Regions from separate parts of the Rattus norvegicus genome. Here region 1 is linked to region 2. Evidence: chromatin contacts called from public Hi-C data. All regions are on one chromosome and are shown on one strand. The core of a region is the stretch at or near the end of the contact, and the rest is flanking DNA. Distances in the headings are between cores, read along the strand shown.

The links. Hi-C and Micro-C count contacts between places; a contact is called where the count stands out from the background.
Region 1: a contact with region 2 is called in a Hi-C map of Schwann cells, with 3 times the contacts expected there. The contact joins two enhancer-like sites. A contact is called at or near these places in 3 of 12 Hi-C or Micro-C datasets (the Rat2 cell line, Schwann cells and frontal cortex).

The regions. Positions count from the first base shown.
Region 1 is chr6:104,150,939-104,155,705 of GRCr8, reverse strand. The region is part of intron 7 of Rad51b (RAD51 paralog B); the gene reads right to left. Among named protein-coding and RNA genes, the nearest start is that of Atp5pdl1, 280 kb to the left of the region's middle. Within about 2 kb of position 2,290, at least 19 of the 93 cell types and tissues checked have an H3K27ac peak or open chromatin away from gene starts, as enhancers often do.
Region 2 is chr6:104,057,844-104,062,729 of GRCr8, reverse strand. The region is part of intron 7 of Rad51b (RAD51 paralog B); the gene reads right to left. Among named protein-coding and RNA genes, the nearest start is that of Rad51b, 230 kb to the right of the region's middle. Within about 2 kb of position 1,504, at least 59 of the 93 cell types and tissues checked have an H3K27ac peak or open chromatin away from gene starts, as enhancers often do.

The DNA.
Region 1 (4,767 bases), core at 1,041-3,540, 92 kb before region 2:
TATAAACTTGTTTCTTGGTAAAACCACACAGTGTCTGATAAATAATAAACACTGTGTATGTGTCTGACATTGCCAGTGTTACAGGTTATACAAGAGTTTCAAGTTCATCTGCATAGATACAAAGAGAAGCTGTGATAAGGGAATCCTAATTCTAAGTGACTAGCCTATACTAACATTAAGAAATGAATGTTTGCATACCCAAGTTTCCTAATGCACACAGAAATATCCTGCTTTAAACACATGAAACAAGCCAATGGCCTTTGGCCCCAAACCATACATAGCATCCGCGGACGGTATGCTGAAAGGCTTTTGGCAATTTCTTCTAGGTTTTTGTATAGACTAACATCAAGCCAATTTATCTGACCTCCTTGATCCACCCTGCCCATCTAGTACCTTTAGCTATTTTTCTAGAAGCCTGAATGAGTCAGAACAAGAAATGATTAATCAACTTGGAGAGGTTTGAAAGCTGGAAGAGAGCCACGCTGTGAGTAAAGCCTCGGAGCTGTGGGACTGCAGCAGTTGGAAAGTTAGGGGATTTCCATGGTTGAAAACATTTGGCTGGTTTGCCATGCTCCTCTGACCTTGCAATAAGACAGAACAGACCCAGCTGGGTGATTTACCTCTGACAATATCCCATGTCTGCTGCCGTTGGCTGTGTGCTCTGACTTGACAAAATCAAAGTAATTCCCCCTGAGCCTTATGATTCTGGAACTGGCTCAGAAAATCCCCTCTGCTTTTTTCTCTCAGTGGATAGCATTCTCAGTCCCTGGCTTCACTTTTAACTGTGAGGCTGAAATTAGAAGTATACACACAGCCCCTAGCACAGTGCTTGGCAGTCAGTCGGTGTGTGGGGGTCCTTTTCTTCTGTCGGGGCAGGCTGGTCTCACAACTCAGGAAATACAGCACCATCTTGCTTCTCTTCTTCTTCTTCTTCTTCTTCTTCTTCTTCTTCTTCTTCTTCTTCTTCTTCTTCTTCTTCTTCTTCTTCTTCTTCTTCTTCCCCTCTCTCTCTCTCTCTCTCTCTCTCTCTCTCTCTCTCTCTCTCTCTCTCTCTGACAGCTGTTACACTGCAGGCACAACTTAAAATCACTTTTCCAGTAGAAGATTTGAATTATTTTCTGGTTCCCTGCTGCCTTTATTCAAATTCTCCCAAATGTTTTATTGAGGTCTTGATTTCTGTTTTACGATTTTGTTTTTTGAAGATACGATTCTGGTACCATCAGAATGTGGGTCCTTAACGTGCTGCAGACAGTGTATCGGAGCAGGGCAAGTGTTTTTTCCTCCATTTCTTCTCTTGCCTGAAATGCTACCCTGATGCAGGGAGAAATGATACGGGGCCTATGGGCTTTCTGACGTGTTTGTCTTCGTTATGTCTCTGCCTCCATTTCCTCACCTCTTCACATTGTCTCCTCTCATTTAAACAAGCACACTGCTGGGTTTACCTCCAGACCTTTCTTTACTGCTTTTGCTTTCTGCCCCGTCAGTGCATCTATAATGTTTACTGTGAGTGTGCTGTCAATGATGTGTCAGTAAGAGGTAGACTTCATTGTTTATTGGTCTTGTGTATCTATTTCTCTCTTTAATGTCATTCATTTCTCTTATACAACTTCTTAGGATTTCATTCACTAACATAGCAGCAGCAGCAGCAGCAGCAGCAACAACAACAACAACAACGACAACCGCAAAAGATTTAGGCAAAAATGTCTGTCTAATTTTCTTATCTGAAAAGATCCAGGTTCTTCCCCAAAGCAGTAAACACTGTCGTGTATCTCACACATTCACATAAACATACACATGCCAACGCTCACTGCAAGGGCTCTTACCCATTGATTTACAGGACCTTGTTGAGCAATGGCAGCTGCTGATTTTCACTGCATTGGCATGGAGGTGGCCTGGGAATTTTCCTTTTGGCACACAGGTCAGTAAACACACTGGGGATTTGCAGTAAAGACATAAGGAGCTTGGCAAGGGGGTGGTGGTGGTGGACTGGTGGCTCGGAGAAGGAAAAAGAAAGGGAACTTTGGAAAAAGGATCTGAAGTTACCAAAAAAGCAACAAATGAAGGAGGGAAAAAAGTCATATGAGATAAATATAGAGAAATGAAGGAGTAGAGAGAAAACACAAGTCAGGGGAAGGAAAGCAGAGTGGTTAAGGAAGAGAAAAATCAGGAGCAGAGGTAAAGAGAAAATAAGTCCTCTGCTTGGAAAAGGAAGCACGAGAGAGGCCATTCAGTCCTAAGCAAACACAGATGAGAAGGCATTCCAAATCAGTGCGTCACCTCTTTAAACCTGCTCTATTATTAGAATCTGCCATCCACAACCAGGCTTCTGGTTGCAAATCTTCTGGCCCATAGAAGCAGAAAGATTCTCGCTTGATTCTTTTGAAGTTAGTCACTTAGTCAAAGCCCTCACAGTCTATCATTCTACACAACTCCAAAGTGGGAAACCACCTGGATTGGACTTCTGACCATTTACCTCTAATGACTGGTCTTCATTCTGGCCTTCTATATATGGTAATGATGGTTGCTAAATCATATTCTGAGAATTTACAGCATTCATTCTATTCCAGATAACTAGTGGCCAATGATATATCTTGTTCATTGTTGATCTACATTGTCAAATTATAATGCAGACAAAAGGACCCTAAATCACAACCAAGAATCCCTATGCTGATGAGGCTTTAGGCAACTGCTAAGGAGGCAGAGCCTCTGTATAACCACTGTCAACTTCATTTGCCAAAAGACTTACTTTGCTCCTCACTGCAAAACTCCATAGTGAGCATCAAACTTCCTTCGAGTGAGATTCTAGTCTGGGCTTTGGTATCTATACTCATTGTGGCCGGTGCTGGTAAGAATACCTTGGAAGGTTATGAGGCCTTTTCCTGTCTAAGAGGTAGGTTTATAATCCAAGCCAGCCACTCAAACACATTTTTGAGAATCTAAATAACTTGGGTAGAAAACATCTGGATTAGATTCATCCTAGTAGTAGTAGTAACTGCTCTAGATCCATCCAGTATTATTCTTTCCCCACTAAGTCAGCCAAGGCGAGTTTTTTATTTTCAACCAAAAAGCCTAAACTAACACAATGTATGTTAGTGAATGAGAAAACCTTTACAAGATTGTCATAGAGTTGAATACCCTTTGTTACTCCTCAGCTGGCTCCAGGCAAGGTGTCCCTTTGTGCTCAGCCCTGTAAATCCAACTGAAAATGTTTAGGAGAGGAAAAAAAAATGCACTGACATGCTACAAAGAATATGAGTTGCTTCCACTTAGTCAAAACTAAAATCTTAGCATAAGACAAGGAAGGTGGTCCGGCCCATGATGGCACTCAGAATCTGGTCGTGAACCCCTTTTGAAATTCTAAGTCACTAGTAATTAGGTATGGCAGTCTTGAGAGTTGGATGGGGTATTAAGATAATATCTATGATACAACTCTGACTCTGTACCCAGATTTAAGAATTGCCTAGCTAAAAAGTTACAGGGAGCCCCACACTGGAGCTATGCACAGTAAGACCTGTCAGGAGACAAGGGGACGGAGCAGCTGAAATAGGAGCACTGTTCAGTAGAAGGCAAAGCAACTCAGCTGAACCTAGAACTGGAGACCAAGCCTAGTTTCTCCCAGCGCCCTGGAGATCTATAGCATTACTTTGAAAGCACATGTGACCTTGAAAATGGAATTGATAATGAAGATAAGTATGCTATAGACATCAATTAATACAGTTTTAACTGCACTGAGAATTGTCCAGAACTCTCAAAATGTATTTCATCTCTTGGTTCCTATCACTTACTATCCGAAAGTGCAACGTTCCCTCTAGGGAACAAGGCACCACCGGGAAAGTTTTATAAGAAACTCTAACTGCCAAGAATTCTATAGGCAGGCCAACACAAAAATTAGGCTAGTAATGATTTAGGTCTTTATTCGTGGCCAATAAATCACATTAGCTTGACCAGTGAGATAACCACAAGTCAACATAAAAGATTCAGATATATATGATACAATGCACAAGAAAATAACTACCTCTCAGTTATTTATAAGAGCTTATTAACAAGGGCGTTTTCAATTTATCTAATAGCACAAATATAACGTTATGTCTAAATATGCCTGTCAACTCTGTCCACCAACAAAGGGTGATATCAGCTAGCTTGTAATTAAGGTCTTTAGGGGCTCACAAACACATAGACTTTAAGAAGCTCTCTGTAAATTTGGAATTGCCACAGTATTTTTAGAGATTATTATATCTCTTTACAAACTGTGCTAGTTCCTAGGTTTTCAGATCAATAAACAGAGAAACCATACTGTAATTCCATGTTTGCTGTGTGCAGAAGGCTATGAAGGCAGGCAGAGGATGGAAAGGAACTTGGCAACTGCTTGCATTAAATTCTTTCCTTTTGCAAAGGACACATTTCATGTGAGATCCAGTCAGGAAGCAGTGATACCATAAATACCACATCTGGTCCATGGCCAGACAGCCTACACTACTGTGTCCAGAGGCCATCCCATCATACTGAATGCTTTACAATTAAATGGCTTGCGAGTGTGTTAGGTTCTCCCGCGTTCATCTCATTTAACATACATCTATCAAGCAAGTCTGCTTATGGCAGGAGATGCTACGGGTATGGTCACGAAATTTTCATACTGTGGAAAGGCAGGAGAACAAGCTCAAATCTTAGTAATAATGATTTAGAATCAATGAAACAATATATGGAACAGTTACCAGAAACAGTGAGTATTCCCACTATGCTAATACTTCTAATAAGTCCAGTAAATGA
Region 2 (4,886 bases), core at 255-2,754:
CAAGTGCACGAAGCCTGTAACTGAAGATGTTTACCAACTACACTAGTCTGTTTCAACTCAGCATCCATCAAGCAATATTTTAACTATTTAAGTAAAATGCATAACACACAGATATGGGGAGACATCAGAGAAACTTAAGTACAAACATACTCTGAGTTTGTTTTTCACTGAATGAGATTCTGAAAACTTAGTGGAATTCCCCTTAGAAACAAGTGTGGGTTGAAGTTGGCAGGTACAGGGTACAGCGGCTCTTGGAGGCTCCAGAAAGAGTGGCAGAGAAGAACAAGCCATTGTCTCTGCAAGAGCTCTCTATTTAGCAACAAAAGACAAGGCTCTGCTATGTGAGACAATGACTGTGTGGGGCTTTTGTTTGGTTTTGCCTTTCACACTGAGCTGGCAGATGCAGGCCAAGCACAGCAGAACAACTTAAAACTTTCATAACACATGGCTTTTCCGTGTATTCAGCCAAGACTCTTCGATACTTTTCCTGATTCTTCATGGATTCTCTAAAAGGAGGAGAAAGTGCCATCACTAAGAGCCAATAGGAGGTGGGTACAGACAAGCCTCACAGAAGAACTTCACAGGCCAGAGGTGAAAGGCTCCCACAGCAGCTGCAGCTAGACAGACAACAAATGGCCTAGAGAGTGCAGGGCCTTGGGAGGCCATGTGGTTGGGATGGACTGTCAAGGCTGAGACAGAGTCAAATTTCTAAACTTGGGAGAGGCCAGCAGCTCTGGTTATCAGCCTTAAAGTCTCGAGATAGACAAATCTGTTTTACATGGAAGAAGAAAAGATGATGAACGAACAGTCTGGCAAAAGAAAACAAGACAAACCAAATCTTCCACAGGAAGATATTCACAGACCATGATGCCAAAGAATGTTCAGGGGGCAGAAGGGAGGAACTTCTCAAGAGGGAGGAGAGGAGAAAAAATAAAAGCCATCAGCGCTAACGTTTGCCAAGGAGTGAGAGCACTGTTCAGATCGGATAGAAACTGGGTAGAAACAGCTACAGTTCCAGAGTCCCGTACACTCTACCACTGCTGCTATCCTCACCAGTCTGTGCCTCCCCTGAAGACTGCAGCTGCACCCCGAAGCCCCCAAAAACAGCAGCTGGGACACAGTGACAGCTGGAAGGAAGGGGGTTAGGCAAGGGCTTGGCATAAACAGACGTGCAGCCAACAGGCACAAGTATGAAGGGAGAGAGACAGTTTTCCTGTGTGGTTTGGGCATGTGGTGTGGGAAGCTGAATATGAGAGCTAGCCAAAGTTTTGGGGCCTTGACGGCCTGAAGGATTTGGCAGGCTTGGCGTTTCTCATGGCAGACGGGCCAGGAAATGAAGCTTTCAGCTGTCTGCTTCAATGTTTTTCTCACTGTCACCGTTTTCATGTTCAGTCTCTGGCCCGTTTTGTATTTTCTTCTTCTTTGGGGATTAGCACATCAGTGTGGTCAGAATCCACTTGGGTTTCTCAGGGCTGCACTGTGCATCATTTCCTCACACACCATTATCTGTCAAGCAGGGACTCGGAGGGCGTAAACCTGTGGCGTAGCACAAGGCAAACAACGGGAGATGTCTTCTCTGTAAGAGACATTAGAGGGCATTCAACCGGGCCTTGAATTACAGATGGGCAAACTAACAGAATTTCAGAGGAACAAGGGGACTTGCTAACACCACACTAACTCTTAAGAGCACCAAAGTGTGGACAAGTATGCAGCTCCCCCCCACAAAGGGGGAGGAGACAGAGTCCTGCCCACAAACATCTGTTCTCTTCAAGGCTTCATTTTAGACAAGAGCATCTACTCCCATCCTCCTTGCTAACACCGATTTGATAAGAACGATGTCCTCTCTCATTCTCATTCTCAAAGTTCTGAGCAAGAATGCGTCACAGCATATCAAGTTTGCCAAGTAATTATTCAAAATGTTTGCTACCTCCCCCAGAAGGAAAAAAAACAAACAAACCCAGAGATGTATATAATTTAACAATACTAGAAAGCAATGAACTTAAAAGCAAGCAAAATGCGGGGTTGGGGATTTAGCTCAGTGGTAGAGCGCTTACCTAGGAAGCGCAAGGCCCTGGGTTCGGTCCCCAGCTCCGAAAAAAAGAACAAAAAAAAAAAAAAAAAAAAAAAAAAAAAAAAGCAAGCAAAATGCTTGTCACTAAAAGGTGCCACTAAAAGATTATTGAGTTTCATTTCAATTCATATGTAATTGTCAATCACATGAAGATAATGTTGCCATTCAAATAAACTACGGCCTCGGTTTTCCCTGTCATGTCGACTTAAAAGTAGCAGGCTAATTGCAAGCTTGGAGACATATTTCAAAATAAGTGAAGAAACACCACGGCCAAAGCAACTTGGGGAGGACAGGGTTTTGGGGGCTTATACTTCAACAACACTGTTCATCATTAAAGGAAGTCAGGAAAGGAACACAAGCAGGGCAGGAACCGGAAGCAGGAGCTGATGCAGAGGCCATGGAGGAGTGCTGCTTACTGGTTTGCTCCTCATGGCTTACTTAGCCTGCTTTCTTATCAAAGCCAGGACCACCAGCCCAGGGATGGAAAATGCCTTACAGACTTGTGTGCAGTCCAATCTTGTAGGAGGCATTTTCCCAATCGAGGTTTCCTCCTCTCCATTGACTTTAACTTGTGTCAAGTTGACATACAACTATTCCAGCACAGAATTTCCAACTTCAGGAACAATTTTAAAAATCAAAGGAGGTGCTGGGAGGATGGGTCAGCAGACAAAGTGAGTGTGATGATGGAGTCTGGGTCTCTAGCACAGTCATGAAAGCTGGGCAGGTGTATCAGTCCACCTGTGATCCCAGCACTCAGGGACAGGGCATGGAGCAAGCTGGCTGCCAAGACTAATCAAGTCAGTGAGCTGGGACTCAGAGAGAAACCTTATCTCAGGAAATAAACTGAAGAGCAACAGACAAAGACTTGATGCCAACCTCTGGACTCTATAGGCACATGCGTGCACACATACCTACACATATGTGCATCCCCACATGTGCGAACATACATACATGCATATGGATAAATAAAATACAAAATGAAAACTGCCTTCTTTCTTAGTCGGATTTCTTTTACTCCAAAAGCAAACTATTTTTCAGAAACATAGAATCCATGTTATATGACATTGAAATATAACGTTTTAGTAGAGTAGTTAAATTACTCAAGTTTTCCTTCTTCCTCTAATATTTAAATTTAAATACACTAATGTTTTTATCATAGACTATAGCACTCTCTTCTTATCATGAGTGTGTGTGTGTGTATACATATATGTGTGTGTGTGTGTGTGTGTGTGTGTGTGTGTGTACATATATACATATGTGTGGGAAAATAAAAACAACATAGAAGGTCATTACTGTCTTTGATTTCTGGCATCCAAGCCACAACTCGAAAAATATCTTCTGCAGGGAAGGAAGAACAGCTGTCTTCACATGTGGGGAAAGTGGAATATTGTTTCTCTTCTGGCATAAGGGTATTGAAACCAACTGAGGAGCACTAACAGACCAAGTGTAAGGCCAAGTCAAATCAGTATGCACGGCGAGCAATGGTGCAATAAAGGGTGCTGTGGGACACAGTGGGCGGCCCCTGGATCAGCCTGGCTTCCTCAATTCAGAAAGGAGAACTGAAGGTGACACCTGAAATGAAGGGGACAGAATGAACCAGATTCAAACAGACAGCAGCAGAGAGCCTTCCTGGACTGTGGGACAGCACATGCTGAGCATAAGCAAGAAGACCCCAGCTTCCATCCCCAGTGCCACACAGTGCCTCACACACACAAGAACCCCATTTCTATTATGCTTCACAGTCTTTTAATCTAATAACATTACTGTGCATGAGAATTTGATACATTCTGTTAATGTTTTGAAGGAAAAATAGCATTACTGTTAACATGAAAATAAGACTAACAGGAGTACCATAATATTAAAGACCAGAAATTTGGATGGGGGCTGGGGAAATGGCTCAGTTAGTAAAGTTCCTGTAGCATGAAGACCCGTGTTTGGATCTCCAGCACCCACATAAGAATACCACGGGTGCTGGGCATGTTTTCAATCACAACACTGTGGGGTCAGAGACAAATGCATTTTGTCACTGGCCCGTCCATCTAACTAGTTGGTAAGTGCCAGGGTTAGTGCAAGGCTATTCTCCAATTATAAGGTAGAGAGTGATCAAAGAAAATATTCAATGTTAACCTCTGGTCTCAGTATTCACATGCACATATGTGCAAATGCACACACACACACAATTTAAGAGCATAACGATGTGAATGAATGTAATACCCAAATGTCAGAGAACATGGAAACCTCACAGCTGTCACAGAAGCTTGGCCTATCCATTATGACTGCTCTCCAAAAGACCCAACAAGGAGCTGAAAGAGTCAGATGCAGATATGTGCACCCAACCAATGGACAGAAGCTGCTCACCCCACTGGTTGAATTAGGGAAAAGCTGGAGGAAGCTGAGGAGAAGGGTGACCCTGTAGGAGGACTGGCAGTCTCAATTAACATGGACCCCCAAGATCTCTCAGACCAACCAGGCAGCATACACCAGGTGAGATGAGGCCCCCAACACATAAACAGCAGAAGACTGCAGGGTCTGGGTTTAGTCAGAGAAGATGTACCTAACCCTCAAGAGACTGGAGGCCCCAGGAAGTTTAGAGGTCTGGTGGGTGGGTGGGTGGGGTGGTGGGTTTGGAATGTGGAACTCTGTGGGGCAGGGTGGACCAGGAGGGGAAGAAAATCAGGAGTGTAAAAATGAATAAATAAAAAAAATTTTAAAAAGAGAGAGTATGGCCCTACACAAGACATTGTGGTAGATACAGTGATGAGTGGCTGATCTTTCTTATTAAGGAGTTTATTTTATCTGCAAATTCCTTCCTGGG